Linked DNA regions of Zea mays: all the other regions are linked to region 2. The links are chromatin contacts, called in public Hi-C maps. All regions are on one chromosome and are shown on one strand. Each heading gives the region's core, a stretch centred on a gene start, on an enhancer-like site or on the middle of the called end of the contact. The rest is flanking DNA. Distances are from core to core; before and after follow the strand shown.

Evidence for each region. A called contact is a pair of places that touch in the nucleus more often than the background predicts.
Region 1: a Hi-C map of leaf shows a contact between it and region 2, with 5 times the contacts expected there. The contact joins the promoter of LOC100501764 here to the promoter of LOC103625846 in region 2. A contact is called at or near these places in 4 of 25 Hi-C or Micro-C datasets (ear, leaf and leaf mesophyll).
Region 3: a contact with region 2 is called in a Hi-C map of bundle sheath, with 2.9 times the contacts expected there. The contact joins the promoter of LOC100285864 here to the promoter of LOC103625846 in region 2. A contact is called at or near these places in 8 of 25 Hi-C or Micro-C datasets (bundle sheath, ear, leaf and 2 more).

What each region holds. Positions count from the first base shown.
Region 1 is chr5:6,347,653-6,351,483 of Zm-B73-REFERENCE-NAM-5.0, reverse strand. LOC100501764 reads left to right here and starts at 2,039. Exons shown (of 1, transcript NM_001196426.2): 1 at 2,039-3,831. The coding sequence starts at 2,267.
Region 2 is chr5:5,991,337-5,995,542 of Zm-B73-REFERENCE-NAM-5.0, reverse strand. It overlaps LOC103625846 (ocs element-binding factor 1-like), which reads left to right and starts at 2,426. Exons shown (of 1, transcript XM_008646245.4): 1 at 2,426-3,446. The coding sequence starts at 2,482. The coding sequence ends at 2,979.
Region 3 is chr5:6,271,312-6,275,156 of Zm-B73-REFERENCE-NAM-5.0, reverse strand. LOC100285864 (thiol disulfide interchange protein txlA) reads right to left here and starts at 2,105. Exons shown (of 5, transcript NM_001158754.2): 1 at 1,876-2,105; 2 at 1,383-1,598; 3 at 771-874; 4 at 170-514. The coding sequence starts at 2,052. The coding sequence ends at 232.

The sequences.
Region 1 (3,831 bases), core at 790-3,289, 360 kb before region 2:
CCATCGCGCTTATTACGCAACGCAGCAAAGAGTCCTCGGCCTAATCAGAAAGAGTAGTTACTGAAACCAAGCCTCGTCGGCACCTGGTGCGGTTTCTTTTATCCCTAGTGGTTCATGGTTACGCTACCACCACTAGCAGCAGGTTTATCGGTAACCGTGGTCAAATTCCCAAACGAGGACCCCCCATGTCTGAGCTAGCTGACATTCGGCAAGAGTTTGGGCCAAACTACTTTTATTACTTGTACGGGCGGTGTATCAATAATTTACACTTGATCTGCACCGCCAAAAGTGTGGTTTGGATGCTTGTACATAAAGCTGACGGCCATGCTGCAGCAGCAGAACCCAACTCGGGCCGGGGTGGTTCTGTTCATTTGTTGCCATTGCAAGAACCACAGCATGGCCTTGAATTGAAGGGTTTTAAACTACACTCTCTTCCCCACCCTCCCCCCACAAGCTACTCCACTTGGGACTGCTACGCGATGGTAGCTAGCTTCAGCCCTCCCTCTCGCGTACTTGCTGGGCTGCCAATGTACGTGTGCTGCAGGGCGTTTCTGCTACGACTTGTTTATATCTATCGCAGTGCTAGCCGTCAGTTAAGCACTGATGATCCCTGGACGACATGGACGCCGGCCAACTGTCAGGAAAGTGACTCCAGGATGAGAAACACCAGCTCGCTTCATCGTTCGGGCAAACCTGTCTTCCACATCTCTTGAAAGCTGGGAGCAGGACTAGCGATTCTGAGATTAGTTGGGCATGGCGAGCTGGCGATCATGTGTTAATTTGTGGGCTGCAATGCCCTCTCTGTGCATTATTATTCAGTTTCGTTGGCATATCATCCATAGCGCGCGGTACGGTACCGTGGGGGAGAAAAGAAAAGCAGTAGTTGGCTGGGCATCATTAGGTTTGGAAAAACAAAACATGTAGGATTAGGACTTGGGAGTTCCTAAATTGCGACAAGAATCAGGTCGGGTCCCATTTTGATGCAGCGTTGAAGAAGCTCTTTTTTTGTGTGTGCTGAGGTTGGACTTTTCTGAGCCATGGCCAATTGAACGTACATGAAAAACCAGTCATTTCAGATCAGAAGCTGGAATCCCGGCCCCAAGGAGAATATCTTTACTTTCCTCGGGACAAAGTCAATGCACATGACCCATCCCGTTTCCACTCCCATCTTCTCCGACAAACCAAAACTTTCAGCGTAACACAATGTTCAACCCCAAGGTGTAAACACGTATAGTGAGAAGAATAGAAAAAAAATCAAATGACTATGTTTTCTGCTTGAAAAATAGTAGAAAAATGTCATGTAAGACAAAATGAGGCACTCTCCGTACTAAAAATAATTAACGCTAAATTTAAAATAAGCCACACTTTATAAAAATAATAATATCTACATTTGTACCTTGAAAATCTATTTGTTATAAAGATATATTCAATATATCCGGTGAAATAAATATAACGTCTTGAACTATCTTCAGTAGACTCTCTATCTCACTCTTTATTTATTTTAAATTTCACTTTATAAATAATGTAAAATAATATTTTATACGGTAGTTGGTCTTATAGATTTAGTTAATTATAAATTTCCAGAAGGCGAGATTTATTTTAATTTAAAAGTTGTCACCGGCTCACCGCCACCGGACAAGGAGGTTTCTTAAGGACTCTAGTGCAAGCAGTAATTAATGAGTTCACCAGCAATGCAAATCTGCCACAGCTCATTTATCTCCAAAGATTGTTTGATTCAGTACAGATTGCATTTTCGAGCGAAAGGCAAATCTGGGATATCTGTACATTAGTTTTTTTTTCCGTAGATGAGATCGAAATCTATCTACCGATGAAGCAAAATCCAAAATACAGCCAAACAATTTTGTGGAGTCGCCATTAAATGCTTGGATTGGGACCCCCTGCTTTTAATTCCGTGCAGACGAGTTGGTGTGCTCCAATAACTCCCTTCCGCTTCCTCCTCCTCCTCCTCGTCTGTCCTCTCTCTCTCCCCTTCGGCCCTTGCTTCCTCTTCCTTTCACTCCTCCGCCTGTCCCCTTCTCTCTCTGCTCTGTTCCTTGATCCAGATTCCGCAGCGGTGAGGGCACCCAGCCCGATCGTCCGTCTCCGTCGATCCCTCGAAGCCCTAGGAGAGACCCTTGTCCGCGTCGAATTCGATCGCGGGCTGATTTGATCCCGAGAATTCGCGAGGGGGCCATCGGCGGCGGTGGGGAATCGGATGTTGTAGGAAAGGTCCCGGATTTCTGCGCGGGCAGGCGGGCGGGCGGCCATGCATCTGAAACTGTGGAAGCCGCTGTCCCACTGCGCCGCGCTGCTCCTGGACAAGAAGAACCGTCCGCCGCGGACGCCGCCGGCGGGAGCGGGCGCGGGGTCCGGCGGCGGGCGACGGCTGCAGGAGAGCAAGCTGCGGGAGGCGCTGGAGGAGGCGTCCGAGGACGGGTCCCTCGCCAAGTCCCGCGACGTGGCGCTCCTCGATGGAGGGGACGGCGGTGCGGAGGAGGGGTCCGTGGGGCGGTCGCGGTCGCTGGCGCGGCTCCACGCGCAGAGGGACTTCCTGCGCGCGACGGCGTTGGCCGCGGAGCGCGCGTTCCAGTCGCCGGACGCGCTCCCTGTGCTGGAGGAGGCGCTCGCCAAGTTCCTCGTCATGTACCCCAACTACGCGTCCGCGTCGGACGTGGACCGCCTCCGCGCCGACGAGTACCCGCACCTGGACAAGGTATGCCTCGACTACTGCGGCTTTGGCCTCTTCTCCTACCTCCAAAGCTGCAACCCTGCGGACTCGTCAGCGGCGTTCACGCTCTCGGAGATCACCGCCAACCTCAGCAACCATGCGCTCTACGGCGCCGCCGAGAAGGGCACCGCGGAGCACGACATCAAGAACCGCATCATGGATTACCTCAACATCCCCGAGTCCGAGTACTGTCTCGTCTTCACGGTCAGCCGCGGCTCGGCCTTCCGGCTCCTCGCCGAGTGCTACCCCTTCGGCACCAACAAGCGCCTGCTCACCATGTTCGACCACGAGTCCCAGTCCGTGAACTGGATGACGCAGGTCGCGCGTGACAAGGGAGCCAAGGCATACTCCGCCTGGTTCAAGTGGCCCACGCTCAAGATCTGCACCACGGAGCTCCGGAAGCTGATCTCCACCAAGAAGCGGCGGCGCAAGGACTCCGCCACTGGCCTCTTCGTGTTCCCTGTGCAGTCGAGGGTGACGGGGGCAAAGTACTCGTACCAGTGGATGGCATTGGCTCAGCAGAACCACTGGCATGTCCTGCTTGATGCTGGGGCTCTGGGGCCTAAGGACATGGACTCGCTGGGGCTGTCTCTGTTCCGGCCAGACTTCATCATAACTTCATTTTACAGGGTGTTTGGGGCTGACCCAACGGGCTTTGGATGCTTGCTGATCAAGAAGTCGGTAATGGCTTGCTTGCAGAGCCCAAGCGGCGGGACGGGGGCAGGGCTAGTGCGGATTGTGCCGGTCTTCCCACAGTATCTCAGTGATTCAGTTGATGGGTTTGATGGTGTCCTCGACGGGCTGGAGGATGATAACATCATTCCAATCGAGGAGGGGTCAGCCTCGAACAGTCACCATGCATCCCAATTGCCTGCATTCTCAGGCGCATATTCATCGGCGCAGGTGAGGGAGGTTATCGAGAGCGAGATGGACCAGGACAGTTCAGACAGAGATGGTGCCAGCACAATATATGAAGAGAGCGAGAGTGTTTCTGTTGGAGAGGTGATGAAGAGCCCCGTGTTCAGTGAGGATGAGTCATCGGAGAACTCCTTCTGGGTTGATCTGGGACAGAGCCCACCTGGTTCCGACCATTCAGAGCAATC
Region 2 (4,206 bases), core at 1,177-3,676:
ACATATCCGACTCGCCCGAGGACACCTCGGACGAGGCTCTGTAGCACGCCCGCCTCACCAAACTGCTTCGACCGCATTATATGTGCATTTAATGCAATCTGTACGACCCCTTATCTAGCCGACTACTCTGCCGCGGGCACCAAAGTCAACAAAGTACGATGTGACCCTAGTCCCATCTACTTTTTACCGCCTATGGCGCAAGTACAAGGCATTATATTCTTGCGCTTCGACCACTATGTCAACCACTCATGCGTGACTAACAACAGTAGTTACCCCAGCCTCGACCTCAAGACAAATATCCGCCTCGCCCGAGCCAGCCTCGGCCAACTATTCCATACGGAAAACGCGGCGCCGCCTGATCTTCTGTGAACCCCGCCGAAGTCAGGATAACTACAGGAGCGACAACGCTAGTGTCAAATCTTCTTACACCATCCCGGATAACGTTCGGATCAGATCTTCACATACTTTTTACCATTCCAGCACTGTTTCATTAGCCCCGACTCGACGCCTTGGAAATGTCTCGTCTAAAACTCCTATACAGGATGGGCCGATGGGCTTGGGCGTGCGCCCTTGCTGCCGACCGAACCTTGGATCTCTGCGTGGTCAAAGATAAGCTGTAGGGATCAGGCGTCCTGTCGCTAACCGAAAACAGCATGCATGGACGCGCCGCCATCCTGCCGGCCAGGCCTCTACAGGGCTCGGACTCAAGGGCCGCTCTGCCGGCCAGGCCTCTGCAGGGCTCGGGCTCAAGGGCTGCCTCGTCGGCCACGCCGCTACAGGGCTCAGACACGCCTCCACCGTCCACGACAGTAGCGAGCTACACCCCTGTACACCTTGGTCTTCTCCTTGCACATATAAAAGGAGGGGGCCATGGCCTTCCCAAGGCATGCGGCAGAAAAACGTTCACACGGGACAAGCACACCTGTGTAACACAACACTTCTCCACTCGCTCTTCATCTCGTATATTGGCACTTGGCATAATTGCTCTCAAGATACTTGGAATCTACTACAAGCATTTATATGCAAGATAATATTAGTCTCATCCATCCTCTACTGAAAGTAGGATCTTTCCTTGCCTGAACCAAGATAAATCTTATCTTTTTTTTTTATCAACTCATCCGAACAGAGGCACGCAACATAAATTCACTAGTCGGTTTGAGGCCCTCCCAATCCAAAACACCGACACACGGGGAATCTGGATCAGTGCCCATTGCTTTGCTACGATGACATCTGTTCTTGACGGCTTCTATGACCAGAAAACTTTTGAGTGAGAACACTATAACAATGGAAACTGCGTCCGTTCATGCACGGGCTAGAAGAAGACCTCGTGAAGCAGCTGGATCCCCAACCCGTACGTCGCATTCACTTGCTAGCTTAAGGTAGCCGGCCGGCTGAAGCCGACGTTCTTGAATGAATGTGCGCTCCAATTACCGCGTGATCCAGGCAGCTCGCTTTTACCGTTATCCAACGTCTAGCTGATGATCATAAGATCATGCATCATCAACCAGCCAGCCAGGATCTGTACTAGTGAATTCCGGCAGTAGTGGCAGTGAGTCTTATCATCAGCAGGTCGATGAAGCATGCACCTCGCATGATGCAGAGAGAGTGCAGGTCGCAGCACGTACGTGTTGAAGATCATCACCGCCGCCACTGCTAATGCATGGCAGTCCTTCCACAAACGCGGTTGTCGCGCACGTAGTTAGTAGCTAGGCGAACAATGGTGTTGTCAGCTTCGAGATACGTGTACCGACTGCTTTAATTAGCGTATGAACGTACGTGTGTAACGACGTCGTCGTTGCTCGATGCTTTGAACCTGCGTCGCCTAGCCGCATGCAATGGACGAGAATGCTGAATGCGCCGGACGGATTTTGTCGCGTGTGTGATGTGTACCCCTCCGCGGCCTCGCAATTGATTCGCAGCACGCAGCAGCAGGTCGAGCCAAGCACCGTACGTCGGGCACACCTCCATGCCGCCAGCTTCAGGCGAGACGCGCCACGCGGCCCCAGTCGACAGTAGTCTGCTATGCTAGCTGCTAGCTCCGGAGGTGGTGCTCCCGCCGAGCATGGGCCGCGGCGCCGGAAGGGATCGAGAGCCGGCGGCCCTGGCACGTGTGCATGCACTCGCCGCGCGACATTCCTTCGCGGCTAAGCTACAACGCCACCAGCCCACCCCCACCACCGTCGGTTAGGGATGCCCAGATCATCCTCTGCCGGCCGTCGGATCAGATGGAGTCCCTGTGGCGGGGCGGATATACTAGCGGGCGGCTGAATCTAGCCACCCGTGAAAGAAGACACCCCACGTCCCCACCCACGTAGCGGTGGGCCACATCAGCGGCGGGGCCCACCTCGCCAGGCTCGGGGGAGCGGTCTCTGTTTTTCTTCCCTCTATAAGTAGCGGGCGTTTCCTCATCGTTCCTCCCTTTTCCCCGATTCTCTAATCGCCCGCCCCCACCTAGTATTCTGGAATTGCGGACACAAGGAGATGCTGTCCGTGCAGGAAGCCCTTGAGCTTGCGTCGTCCAGCTGCGGCACGACGATGGACGTTACCACGTGCGGGTTCACGCCGTGGGGGCCCGAGTCGTGCCCTGGCCTGGAGCAGGTGATGGCGTCGACGCCGGCCGCGGCAGCGAGGCACCCGGACCCCGAGGAGGAGGAGAGGCGCCGGCGGCAGCGCCGCAAGCTGTCGAACCGGCTGTCGGCGCGCCGGTCGCGAGCGCGGAAGCAGCAGCGGCTGGAGGAGCTCCGCGCGGAGGCGGCGCGGCTCCGCGGCCAGAAGCGGGAGCTGGAGGCCAGGCTGCAGGCCCTGGCGCGGCACGGCCTCGCCGTGCGCTGCCAGAACGCGCGGCTCCGCGCCGAGGCCGCCGCGCTCGCGCGCAGGCTCCTCGCGATCGCGTCGTACGCCCAGCAGCCGCAGCATAAGGCCGGAGTCGCGCCCGCGCCGGCGGCGGCGCTGCTGGGGCTGGCGTCGCTGACGACGTAGGCGGCTGGCGAGAGGGACGTTCTTCTGCCCGGTGGAACGAAGTCTCGCGCCCACTCGCAGTTGCAGTCTCGCGCTCTCGCATGCTATGGTGAACTGGAAACATGCATGGGCTGAGGGCAGTTGGGCACACACACCGAGGCTTGCTAGTACGGTGCATGCAGCGGTCAGCCGGTAGCACTATACTATTAGTCCCTGTTTGGGAACAAAGTTTTTGAAAACTACAGTTTTTGAAATATTATACTATACTTTAGTTATGACAATACCGTAGTTTATAATACCGCAGTTTTGAAAACTGAGGTCCAGAGCTAAGTTTAGAATGCCTTAAAACAACTATAGTATTTGCAATACTTCAGTTTTGAAAACAGAGATTTTACCCAGCTTGCCAAACACCATTATGTATATAATACTGCAGTATTTGAGAATACTGCAGTATTCTTCCAAAACTGCAGAAAAACTTTGTTCACAAACACCCCCTTACTAGTACAGCTAGAGCTACAGGGTACAGGGTTCCCGTGTTGACGTGTAAATTGCATAATCGTGCTACGTGTAGCTTGATGTGAATATTATATTTATATCACCTAGAAGGGGTCGGAGTCGCTGAATCTACGTCGAATACCTAAACTATAACGAGTAATTCAATTTAACTTTTGATGTTTTTTATCGCTTTGCATCTTGTAGGTTAATCCGTGGATTTGACACGATGACTGCGCTATGCCTCTGATGTTTAACATGACTGAGAGCATGGACAAAAATATAATACTTATACTATAAACATATAGTTTTGTCTAACTTTTACCTAGATTTAATTATATTTTACTGCACTTGGATCCGCCTCTGACTGTGTTTGTCTAGACCGTTGCTTGCATCGAGAAATATCACTAGTGTGATCTAGTGGAAAACACAGAGAATCGAGGTATAGAGTATCGCAATTTTTCACTTCAGTTTTTTCTACGTACTCTCTCTGTCCAATTATATAAAATATAACCATCACTGGTTCAAAGACTAAAAAATACATTTAATTCTCTTTATAACATTGCATGCATCGATGTACGTGTGCGTAGAAAGAGTACGTCTTACATTATGGGATAAGGACAAAAAAACGGTTACTCCTTATACTGTGAGACGGGGGAAGTAGTTTGGAAAGACTCTTGCCGAGTTTTAACATATATATATATTTAAAGAAAGCATGGAAAAGGTGCTTACATAATATTGGCTATCTTATTGACA
Region 3 (3,845 bases), core at 856-3,355, 280 kb before region 2:
TCTTGTTAAAGTTATAAACTCTTGAACAGGCCTGAAAGAACTACACTACACGGCCTGGGCATTTTTTTTTTAAAAAAAACTAACTGAGCTATTTTATTCCAAAAAAGGTTGCATGACACACATACTTATTAATGACCTGATAAAGAGATTAAGGGAAAGAAAGGCTTACTTGTCAAACGGTCTTGGCATTAGAACTATGATTACAGCTGTCCACATAGAAAACAACTACTGCTAGCCATGACTTCTGGGATCAGCGACTTGATGAACTTTCCTAGATTCAGCGCTCGAGAACTGACCGACCACTCGTGCGTGCGGTATCTCGGGATCACCAGAAGCAAGCGCAACCACGTTGTCAAGGAAATACTGCTTTGGAAGTCTCCCGACAACATTGCCTTCCTCGTTTCCTTCCTTATCCAGAAAGGCGAAGTGAGGAATGCCTTCCACCCCGAACTCGTCAAGCTCTTGCTCCCACTTCGTGTTGTCAACATTCAGCATCACAAAATTGACACGGTCCCTGGAAAGAACGCTCGAGATGTGTAAATAGGATTGGCGAGAATCGGATAAATAAAGGCAACGGATTCGAAGATGGTCTTCGTAAAAAATAATTGTGTTTTGACGATCTTGGTCAACAGAAGGTCCAATCAAGTGCGGTTAATAGGATAGGCAACATGATAAAATCATGGAGAAGCATTGCTTCTATGAAATGAGCCACAGTTGTTATTTGAGGTTTAAAGTGCAAAAATGTGAAAAGTGGTCTGAAAACACGTTACTTGTATTGCTGTTCCACTTTGTAGATATCCGGAGCTAATTCTCTGCAGACCTCGCACCAGTCTGCATAAAACTCAACCACAGTGGGCCTGCCATTTGAAAGAGCCTGCGGATGGATTTATCAGGTTAAGTTTCATATACATTCATGGTGAAGAAAAACATCTACAGAATAATGTGATTCCAGCTTAGCAGGGTTTTTGGTCAAAATAAATTTGACAGTCAACAAAATGGAATAGATTAATAAGAAAATGCTAGTAACATATGGCAGGAACTAGATGAATCACGTATCAAACAAAGAATACCAATACGACTTGAAGTAACCGAAGATGCATGGATTCAGTAACAGGGCAGAGAAAAAGAAGAAAAATACATTGCTTTGTCTACTGAAATTATTACTTTCCACTTTTCCAGTCAGTTACTATTCTGCATATCATGAACAACAATTGCAAAGAATGATACAGTAACACCACCGTTTGTAAATACCAGCCAATCACTTTTGTTTTTGGAAACCAACCAATTAACTAAATAAACACAAAGCGTAGTATTGGTTCGAGTATATGAACTCTAGCATTTTCACCAGGCACATAATGCACATCAAGGACAAAAATGCTGACCTCTTCATATGGAACCGAATTGGCTGCAAGATCTTTAAGAGATGCCTCGCTAAGATTGAGCCTCTGGGATGCAAACAGAGCCACCGCTCCAAGAGTGGACAGTAGTGCTACCCTTCTGTTGAGATCCTTATTCGGGAGAGCTGGAAGCCCAGCATCCTCGGGTGTACTAGTCGGAGCATCTTCTTGGATAGATTCAGCTTTCACAGCCTGCTCATCCTGTGGAAGGAAAATACCACGTCAGTGCGTCAGTCCATACTTCTCAATGGGTGATTGAGGTATAACCAAGCAAGAGTATTGGCTCAAGACTGCAAAATCCCAGTAACTTGTTTCTGCCTTCTACCATCTACACAGGTTGGGACTTGGAAGAGTATTGACTTAGTAGACTAGGTTTTCCTCGTAATTGCTTTGGAAAATAATAATTTCCACAGCTTCATTTTGTATGCAGGGAAATAACTTGAGGTAGGTGGGTCTTTGGTGTGCTAAGAAAACGCACCGTCTGTGGCTCCGCGGAGTCGGGCGGCGCGACGCAGGCGAGGGGGGTCCTCGGCCGGCGCAGGCCCCACCGCGGCCGCAGACGGAGCGAAGAGGACGGACGGGAGCAGCACCGTGCTCCGGCGAAGCTTGGCGGGAGGAGAAGGCCGTAACACCTCGCGGAGGCCACGCTCGCCATTTCTTTCGCTCTAGACTAGATTTTGCAGCTCTGCTGCTTCGGGTTCGGGCTCGCAGCAGAGTCAAACCCGGAGAGGCGGAGGAGAACTGGAGAAGGATGATGTGGGTGGCCAGCGTGGCGCCACGCAGCCCGGAATCGTGCGATGCATGAGGACTGGGCAATTATGGGCTTTGGAAAGGCCCAACACGTAAGGCAGAGAAGCAGTAACCCAATCGGTCCATACCGCACAAGCAACACGCGATCGGTCCAATAGGGATGATATGTCCGGCCTAATAAAAGAATAAAAGCACGTACCGGCCCTTCTTTTTTCATCAAAGCTTTTTTATCGTACAAATAAACAAGTTCGTACCTTCCAACGATATTTATCATATTTTATATAGTTATGTAGATGATTTGTGACTTAAAAATTTATCAAACAATCATGCCATGCATTTCAATTCGTCCCAGTATTGAACTTAACAAATATGTTGCGACACGTGGCAATCTAAACACATCTGCACATGAATCTTAAAGATTTATCCAAGGATCGTATTATGTTTTATGCGTTTGTATGAAAAAAAGGTCTATTTTACCTCTCTGGATTACGTCACAGTCTACCACTCTCAACCTCTAAAAACAAATATCTTACTCATCGGCCTCTCGAAACTATTCAAATCACCTCTTCGCCCTACTTTAAAGGGGGTTTGAAGACAACTTTGGTATTTTCGGTACTTTCTATAAAAGCTCGATAAGGATATTAGAACAAAAAAACATCTAAACTTTTAAACATTGTAAAATAAAAGTCTTAAGATAGGTTGGGATGAAATAAAATATCTAGAGCTCATGGAAACACTTTTAAAAACTTTTAAAAAAGATTTATCTATAGGAAAACAAAAAAAAAATCTAAAGCATATAAATTTCATTCTAATAACATTCTAGCATGTTTTGAAAAACTTTACATAACCAAAAGACACAACCATCATAAATGCATTTAATATCAATGTATGTGACATTCATGCTGGTTGTATATATTAATTTCACAATGCAGAGTTATAAACTTGGTTATCCATTGATTAGAAAAGTATTGTTAGTTAGTTTCCTGTCTTTTTAATATATTTGTCTCAATTTGTTAGAGCTAGATGTTTTTTTTAAAATTACTTTTGGGTATATTTTCATGAATTATAAATATTTACTAGTACTCTTTATATTGTAATCTAACCCTGTAACTTTCGTCCGTACTCTTAGACGGTTAGAAACGTCTTCTGTGGTATAAAAACAGTATCAAGTACCCCCTCCGTTTCTTTTTATTTGTCGCTGGATAGTGTAATTTTGCACTATCCAGCGACAAATAAAAAGAAACGGAGGGAGTATTCATTATTTTTTAATACAAAAAAATGTATTTAAAACTACTAGATTATTTGGACTGGTTTGAGAGCCGAGGATCTAAAGTTGAAGGATAAATGGGGACGAAGAAACACACGATAGGCAGCCCAACCGGCTCATCCCACCGAGCCCCGCATAGCGAAGCCCAATAAATGAGGCTAAGATTTACGGCCCAGTGAGCTGAACGCACGGATTTAGGGTCCCGGTCTCCCGGCGCGCGCGCATCGCTCGCCCTGCCCGCTCAATCATAAGATAGGCAAGCGGGAGGTGCCAGCGATTGCGATGCCGCACGCGATCATTGTGTCGCTCGTTCGTTGCCCACAATTTGCCACGCTTGCGTGCCATCAGTGCGAGCTGGGCTGCCTTGTCGTCTCCGCATGCCCCGTTGCTTGTCGCGGCCCCGTCGTCCCTGATCCTGCCAACCTGCTCGC